Linked DNA regions of Mus musculus: region 2 is linked to region 1. Evidence: chromatin contacts called from public Hi-C data. All regions are on one chromosome and are shown on one strand. Each heading gives the region's core, a stretch centred on a gene start, on an enhancer-like site or on the middle of the called end of the contact. The rest is flanking DNA. Distances are from core to core; before and after follow the strand shown.

Region 1 (4,674 bases), core at 942-3,441:
CCAACAAGGCCACACTCAGAGGATGAAGCATTTTTGTTCTATCAAGTTTTCCTTACCGTGACCTACTACCTCACTATGGACCTAGAGAAAAGAAAACAAATGAGCAAAGAAAAATGTGGCATGTTCTCTGCAGTTAATTTTGTAGGTATTTTCTCACAAGTGAACCCTGACTAGTGTTAATACTCTCCACATGAGTGTTTGCAAACCTTTTGTTGCTGGTGTTGGGTTTTGTTTTGTTTTGTTTTGTTTTGTTTTGTTTTGTTTTTAATATCGTTTTCCTGGGTGTAACAGGTTCTGAATCATGAAGATAAAAGCACTATGAACACAGGACAAGACCAGTGGTAGAATTTACAGGCTGAATTATGAGAAATGAAGAGACAGAAGTAACAAGTCAAGTAAGTCCCACAAAAATACTCCAAAAAACAAACTGAAGATAGACAACACAAATTGAGAATGGATTCCAAAGATGAACTCTTCCAGTATTCACTAGAAATATTGTAGAATCCAAGTCATCAAAGTGGAGAAGAATTGACTATGAGAGCAGTGTTGGTTGTGTATGAAGAGAGATCGAGTTGCGAAAGAAAAACCCCACCCCTGTACGCAGAACAATGTCTCCCAGAAGTTTTCCTGTGCTATTATGGTTCTTTTGCCCACATGCCAGCTCTGTAAGTGTCCTTGGCACTTATACAAATGCCCCTCATTTGGGGAATTGTAGGTTGATGCTGAAAATGATAGAAAAAATAATGAAGCTCTGACACAAGGCCATGTCCTTTGTTTGACCTTCACTATTTCTGATAATAAAATCTTTATGGTTCTCCTAGGGACATTCACCCTCCAGGGGTAGCAGTTCATTTTCATTTTTCTAGGGTTGCAGAATTCGAAGTGACCATGGGTTTCATGCTCAAGTCAACAGAATATGCTCTATAGCTATCTGAATCCCTTTCTACTCTACTGGCATCTTTCCAGCCTGTGGGTATTATATTGAGTTTATTCTCAAAATCACATTTTCCAGCATTTTTCATGAGACTTGGAAAATAAATAAATAAATAAATAAATAAATTTCTTATACCAGTCAGCTTTGTTTACACTAATGTTCATAAAGTATATCTCAATAACATTCATTTAAAATGTTTTAGAATCCATAAAAATTATAGATTTTAGTACATTAGTCAATAAGACATTTATGATTGCATAGAGGCGACTGTAAAAACTGAGGTTTCATGTATTCTCATTAACGTCACTTTTCTTACGTTCATCGTAGGTTTACTATTAATATCCTCTTCAGTTCTGAAATGAATATAACAATAGGTATTTCAATTTGTTATTTAGTAAATGAATAAATGAAACAATAATGGGAATTATTTGATACCTCATATAATACACATAAATTAGATCAAACTGACTTATCATACCTCTGCCACAATCAAGAACAAATATATAAATGTACACACACACACACACACACACACACACACACACACACACACACACACACATATATATATATATATATATATATATATAATCATTGAACTTATAAACACTGAGAATGAAGTAATGGCTACTGGTGGCTGGGGAGTAGAAAGAATGGATGATGGATGATGGAAAAGTGATCAAGAGGTGTTAAGTTACAGTTAGGAAGGAATAAGTTCTGGTTTGCAGCTGATGGCTGGTGACTATAGATAACAATGATACGCCATACATTTCAAAAGCTAGAAGAAATTATTTTGCCATATGGAGATGGTAGGTATTTTAGGAGATTTCTGTGTATAAATTGAAGTTCACATAATGTATCCATGTATCAAAACATTATGTTATCTCAGTTGTATTTTATATGAATTAACATTTTTTTAAATAGCATAGTCTTATTAAAGCTCCAGTCTACTAATTTGTTTGCCAATGATCTCAGAAGTAACAGCTGGTCTAGCTAAGATTGATTTATTTATTCTAATTCCTGGCTTCTCTCTGTTCCTAACAAAATCTGAAATCCATGGCAAATGAGACAGGCTGCTATTGAAGAGAATTAACAGAGTTAAAGAATAGAGCTACAGACAGTCAAACACAGGGGCATCGGGATTATGGATCAGGTTCAGACAGAGATGAAAAACTGAGAGAAGACCAGCCCACAGAAGGTCATTTCTAAATGACAACGATAGCTTCCACTTCGTGTCAATGCACACACCCCAGAATCCCACTTCCACACTGTCACAGCTTACTGGAGAACACAATGGCTCGAGCGTTTGTTGCTAGGGGAACATTGATTACGTTTGTTTGTTTTCTATTTCAAGCAGCAGATTTCTCACTTCGGTACTTTAAATAGTCACAAAAGAATAATCAGTTCTGCTCATCACTCATCTTTCCCTTGGCATGCTGTAAAAAAAAAGAGAAAAGAAGAAAAAAGAAAGAGAGAGAGACAGAGAGAGAAAGAGAGGAAGGAAGGAAGGAAGGAAGGAAGGAAGGAAGGAAGGAAGGAAGGAAGGAAGGAAGGAGGTCGTGATATTATTGTATATATTTGGTAATAAATTTTTAACAATTATTGTTACCTATAAAATGAAATATCAGCAAGAACTCTTTTCTTTGGTCATTAAGAAACTAAGGCATGAAATTGGGAAGAGTTGGGCACGAGATGAATACAATCAAATACATTATATACAGCTATGAAATTCTTTTTTTTTCTTTTTCCAATTTTTTATGCAGATGCTGGTGAGGATGTAGAGAAAGAGGAACACTCCTCCATTGTTGGTGGGGTTACAAGTTTGTACAACCACTCTGGAAATCAGTCTAGCAGTTCCTCAGAAAATTGGACATAGTACTACCAGAGGATCCAGCAATACCTCTCCTGGGCATGTATCCAGAAGATGTTCCAACTGGTAATAAGAACACATGCTCCACTATGTTCATAGCAGCTATGAAATTCTTAAAGAATAAATTAAAAATTAAGTCATTGCTCTGGATAGAGAACAGTGGTGTAGCTCAGGTTTTATCTTTGTGGCCAGTCTAGTTGCTGTGTCCTGCTCAGTTCTCTCTGGTGACTTTTATCCATCCTGTCCTTTTCTTGTGAATATTCAACTCCATGTTTATGTAATGTTTTGCCCAAGCAAGTCCTGTCCTGTTGTAGTCACTGTACTTCCACTTGGCTTTCAATTGTTTTTTAAAGTTCTCAAGTATGGTTTAGAGCTTTAGACCCACATTGCAGTTTTCTATTGAAGTACTATTGGAGATCTCAGTGGCAGTGACTGGGAGCCCTGATACAAAATCCCTATTGGCATAACACATACAGATTTGTTGTTAGTGGGCTTGTAGTTCATAGCATTTACTATGAATTTCTAGAGTCAGAAGGATTCTGCAGCTGTGGAAAGGTCAGCCTAATGGTAGATGTTTGTTAGGGCATTGATCTCATGAATCCTGGAAAGTTGAAGAGCAGCTGATGCAGTGAAAATAAAACAGTATTGGTTATTCCCATTGTTTCCTTAACTATAGACATTGTTCTTTCTTATGTGACTTTTGGATACTCATGCACCAAGAAATCCTTAATCTTTAATTTTGAAGGTGTAAAAATAATCTGTTAATGTTAATTAATATATTAACTAGAAGATAAATTAGTGGATATTGTTCAAATCACTTATTCATAGATTTGCATCTATTTTTCTACCTGAAACTGTAGCTATTCTCTGTAATTAATGTGGATTTCTATATATTTCATTTCTGTTATAATAGATTTACCTTCATGATTTGGATGGCTTTAGTATTGGATTTTAAATGTGTATATCTTTTTATATTTTCTCAATTAGTTGGATATATTAACAGAAAAATTTGGCATTCTTCTTGATAATAGGGTTTTAGACACTTTTCATTATTTTAACTTAACTGGTATCAGTATTAACTTTGCGTGTCAACTATATCTATCCAAAATATGCATAGTAGTTTCTTGCTTCTAAATAATATCCACTATGAAAATTATTTTAAAAATATCTGTCTACTTACATTTGATGTGAATAATGAGTTTAGACAGAATCATAGCCTACCATAATTAAATTTTTATTTGTCTTCATTGCTATATGATCTCTGAACCTTATCCTTTGTATTTGTAGAGAAATTAATACTTTTAATAATTACATAATCAAAAACAAATCTATATAAAATTTTTAAGAAATGTGTGAAATGCTGATATATGACCACCTTGCATTGTCTCACTTTTGTTTGTTTCATGTTTTATTTATACATGTTTTCACATATATAACCTATGTTGTTATTTATTTAAACAAACAATATATCAGACTAATGTGTGTGTGTAAAATGAATTTAAAACTACTTTGCTTATCATCATACTTGTACATTGTAGTGTTCTGTTCATCAGCTTGTTTTTCCCGAGAATGTTTTATTTTGTCTTCCAAAACATCTTTAAAGCTCCTCTTGGAGAACTTTATTTTTATGCTACTATTAAAGACAAATTTATCATTCATTTTAAGTAGTATTTTAATGAATGTAAATTTTAAGCTGAGCATGTGTTTGTTCATTTTTTTCATCTTTTATTTCCTTTCAGTTATAAAATGATGTCACACATCAGCCTAGCAATTGTCAGAGGAACATCATTTCTAAAGAATTCTATGTGCATGATATTTTTGCCTCCATCTTTTTTTTAATCTTTGACATTTGTTTTCAATGTGAAAATAG
Region 2 (4,771 bases), core at 615-3,114, 470 kb before region 1:
GAGCTGGTGTAGCCAGAGTCATCCAACTCTGAGGGGATCCTCCAAGTAAGAATCAAACAAACACACACACACACACACACACACACACACACACACACACACACTGAAGTGGTGGCAAGACAGGAAATAATTTAATCAAAAGACATATCATATTAGGGAAATAAATTCAACCATTCAACCATTCAACCTAATTGTTGTGTTACGAACATGAGCTTTACTTTAAATAGGGAAAGAATTGAAGCATATACAAATGATGTCTGTAAGAATATTTTATGCAGTGTTGGTTAAATTTACCTTGATAGGTGATGAGATTAATTAGGCAGACACTGTTTGGATGATTAACATATCTGTTTGCAATGTAGAACTCTGACTCTAAAAAACCCCCAAATTACAGATATTGGATGTAAACAGAGGTGTCAGGCTTTAATTCTGGATTTGGTTACCATGCAATCTCCAAAGAGGAGTGAGTGCTCCTTATCAAAATCGGTTTCTAAGTCCATGCAACAGAAATGTCACATGGTAGCCAAGCATACCCATATCAAAACTCTCTTCTAATTAATTAGCTTTCACTTCCATTTCCTGTGTGATATATCTTGTGAACATCTCTATTCTTGTACTTTTCATACTTTATTAGAGCCATTTACGAGTTCACCTCCACTAAAACAATTACCCTCATGGACAATGACTGAGATTAGTTAGTTATCCATTTAATTAACTTAATACCAATGCCTAGAAAGCAATGCCTCTCAGATCCAGAATTTATTTCAGCTATAAATTCATTAACTTCTTCTGATCTGTACAGACAATTCTCACCAAACACAATCATGTAGGTACCTAGGTTGATTTATGGTGCTTTTTTCAGCAGTACTTTCATACCTCCTCTGACCCTTTTTTCAACTCCATGAACATGCTTAATTCATTTCTCCTTTCATTGTGGTTTTTCATGTTCTCCACATACACTAACTTATGCTGCTTCTGTGATGATTTGATTTCTATGAGATTCCAATAATGGTGGCACTTGGCTTGAGTTATATTTAGTGTCCTTACTTAGAATGATCTTATAACTGATCTATCCTGTCTTCTCAGAATATATGCATGAGTTTTCCCATTGATTTGCAATAATAGTAAGGCTTGACCTGTTAAGTAGAAATAACCAAATACTATTAAGTAAATACTTGAAATGCAGGAAGTCTTGCAAAAAATGAGTTTAAAAAATCTTATGAGAATAAGAAAGTATGATAACCTCAATTATGTACATACTTAAAAGATAGATTAAAATTTCAAAATAGTTATTTAAGATATATGTGTTTTTTAATGATGTACCTTGAAAGAAATTCGATATAATGCCCACAAGACATAAGAAGAAAGTCTATCTGGCATTATTTATAGTTATATCTATACCTTTGAGTTTAAAATCTATATTAGTTGTGATTTGCATTGATTCAAAAACCTTCATACTGTCCCTACCACTATAGCAACATAATTCCCAGTATGGAGAATCAAGCTGCTGTGGTCTCTAGGATGTCCCACTGCTTGCTTTGGATTTGTTCACAGCTTCTGATGCATTTTAATCTGCACCCCAACCCATATGGCTACACCGAGTGCACTCAGAATTAGTCTCAGGTACATAGTTACTCAGCTCTAAGACAAAAGCATAACCATGTCAGGCACATAAGTTGTTCATCATCAATGCAGTAATTTATGACTCATAAAGATGTGATGTAGACCCTCCTGAAGCTTATTAATTTCTAACTCCTCTTAATATCAGGATCTAAATCTGGCTTTTCTCCCAGTATGAGGGGCATGCTCAGAGAAGATGGATACTCAAAATGTTTTCACCACTGAGCGGGGGTAGGAAGCTTCCATCTGAGTAGGAGTTCAGGATCTGTTCTGTGATTTCTGTTGCTAAGCAACTGCTTCCTTTGTCTGCTCTGTTCAGAACAGTTGCTTTATTTATGCTCAGTTTAAATGATGCAGATCATAATGTGAAACCATAAAAGAAAATAGAGAATATTATGAGAAAATTTGCTTCAGAAATTTGCAATATGGTGCAGAAACTAATGAGCATGAAAGCAAATAATGTTTTAATAGGAAAAAAAACCCTAAAAAGTCTGTATCTCTCAGTTCTATTACATGAGAGGTTTTGAACAGGATACAGAACAATGACTTAACTTTTGACATTATCTAAGAATGACAGAAACACAAACAAGCTCAGAGGCAGGAAGTCATTAACTACTACTAAACAATCTTTAGAGAAAAGTTTAGAAAAAAAAAAACATTTTAAGTACCAGATGTTGAGATAAATGTGTTAAATTAAAAATAAAATTCTTAAAATTAAAAGATCAAATAAAGGATGGTTCAAGGATAAATGAGGAAGAATGTATTTCTCAGTTTTTCAATTTTTCCAAGTTTAAGAATCCTTGATCTGTGTGTGTGTGTGTGTGTGTGTGTGTGTGTGTGTGTGTGTGCGTGCGCGTGCATGTGTGTGACCAGGTAAAGGTGTTTTCTGCCAAGCATGATTATCCAAGTCAGTTGAAGACTCACATAATTGAAGCAGAAAACACAATCTGGAAAGTTGTACCCTAATGACACACATGAGCTCACACACACACACACACACACACACACACACACACACAGACACACACACACACACACACAAACATTCACACACCATTAGACATAAAAACGAAAGGAAAATTTAAAAGTCTACTCTAATTCTGACCCTCACATACAATAGAATTGAAAAAATAACCCTCCTAGTTGATTAAAAAGAACTTCACCCTTTTATACTACCTGTAAAATTATTTTAGTGGTTCTGAATATATTTTAAAGCCAATTGCTACATTAAAAGGGTGTGGTCTCTAGAGTAGTTACTAAAGTTTTACACATGTCCTTAGTTTCTTCTTTAGTAAGAACTTAATGTTTATTCACTTATTATGAGCAGTAAATCAATGTGTGTCAATAAGACCAAGTTATATTAACACTTTGAAGATACTAGTGCAAACATGCAGTGATCGTTGAAGGTAATACTAGTATTACTGTTATCTCTATTAAAAAGAGAAAAACGGACAGCATGCAGAGCCACGTTTTAAACACACATGCTTTGATGTAGCTCTGCCTGTTGAGAATTTGCTAATCTAAGAACTATTTTTACTGCATTTCTTTCCTATGGTAAAATTTTGTAGCTAACCGCCATCTCTTTTGAAAGCCTTCTCATTAGGAATTATGGTAAAACACTATATATTTCCCTCTGTGCCCTGGGGATCGTCAGTCCATATTGGTCCCCTGTGGCAAATGGAGCAGCAGGACAGATCAGATTATGGAAGCCCCATTAGTAAGGACTGACATGACAACATTCCTGCATAAGCATCAGAGAGATAGACCCACTTTATTCAGGGTGAGTCAAGGTTTTACAGTTTGGGAAAAGAAGGTAGGGATATCCAGGGTGAGAAAAGGTCACTTGCTGAAGGCTAAGACACTGAGATGTCTCCTTAGCATGGGGTAGTATTCCAGGAATCTCAGGTTTCTTTTACAGAGAAAAGGAGTTAGACCTGGAATTTCTTAAGGGCTGCACAATATTCCACAGGAGGCAGAATGGAGTCTGGATCCCTCAGCTAGAAAACAGTAAGCCTTGCTGACAGAGTGAGTCTGCCATTTTTCACCATGCTCTAAGAGCTTTCAGGTAATGTCAAACTTCAACCATAGGACCAGGGTTTTCCTATACTAGATAATTAGAATCTTCTGTGTTTCCTATTTTTATTCTTAAGACTATATACCATGATTATAAAGTCCTTGCCCTGCTATGCTATAGTTACAAATGTTACCTAAATATATCCTATTCCTGCCATTGATTTTTATGTCTCTCTACTATTCCTTAACATACTGAGGTTTGTAATGATAAGCAGATTTGAAGAAGTTGCAACCTCAGCTTTTGGGTAATTGGCTCAATTAATTATGAATGTCTTCATGCCTTCAGTTTTACTACATGTAGAAGTGTTAAATAATAATAAGAACCAAGGACTGTCTGATCATTATTGGAATCACTAAATTCTTACTGTCTTTATTATGGCTTATAAGATTAGATATTTAAAAATATTTTTCATTTATATTTTTGATAATTTTTTACACTATACTTTGATCATATTATTGCCCTTCCTCCAACTACTCCCAGATAACCCCAATATTACCTATTCAACATGTTATTCATTCTTTCTTATTAAAAGAAAAAGAAAAGCACACATAAAACAAAAACAACAAAGCCACCAAAAATTATGGAGTACAATTTATATTGGCCAATCACTACTGCCGTGCAGTATAGTTTGCATAACCAATGCCACTTCACTGGACAAAACTGATTTTCACTTCCTAGCAGGTATCAATTCCTTCACTCTCTGAACTTGGAGACTGTGACTTCCCACACAAGATTTGCACACATTCAAGTCAGACACGCTCTCAGAATGGAGAAAAGGATGTGGTTTCAGAATTCCAGCCCTATTCATGCAGATATGTGAAATTTGTCCTTTTTTATTCAAGTCAAAGAAAAATTATCCTGGGCACATACCCTAAAGATGTTGTAACATATAACAAAGACACATGATCCACCTTCTTCGTTGCAATCGTATTTAAAATAGCCAGAAGCTGGAAACAGTCCAGATGTCCCTCAACTGAAGAGTGTATACAGAAAATGTGGTACATTTACAAAATGGAGTACTACTCAGCTATTAAAACAATGATTTCATGAAATGTGTGGCCAAATGGATGGAACTGG

What was found. Hi-C and Micro-C count contacts between places; a contact is called where the count stands out from the background.
Region 2: a contact with region 1 is called in a Hi-C map of cortical neurons, with 4 times the contacts expected there. The contact joins two enhancer-like sites. A contact is called at or near these places in 1 of 484 Hi-C or Micro-C datasets (cortical neurons) and 1 of 9 other capture datasets (embryonic stem cells).

Annotation. Positions count from the first base shown.
Region 1 is chr2:55,225,883-55,230,556 of GRCm38.p6, reverse strand. No RefSeq gene overlaps it. Among named protein-coding and RNA genes, the nearest start is that of Kcnj3, 210 kb to the left of the region's middle. Within about 2 kb of position 2,191, at least 16 of the 459 cell types and tissues checked have an H3K27ac peak or open chromatin away from gene starts, as enhancers often do. A contact at or near this core is called in cortical neurons, where this site is marked.
Region 2 is chr2:55,690,489-55,695,259 of GRCm38.p6, reverse strand. No RefSeq gene overlaps it. Among named protein-coding and RNA genes, the nearest start is that of Kcnj3, 260 kb to the right of the region's middle. Within about 2 kb of position 1,864, at least 39 of the 459 cell types and tissues checked have an H3K27ac peak or open chromatin away from gene starts, as enhancers often do. A contact at or near this core is called in cortical neurons, where this site is marked.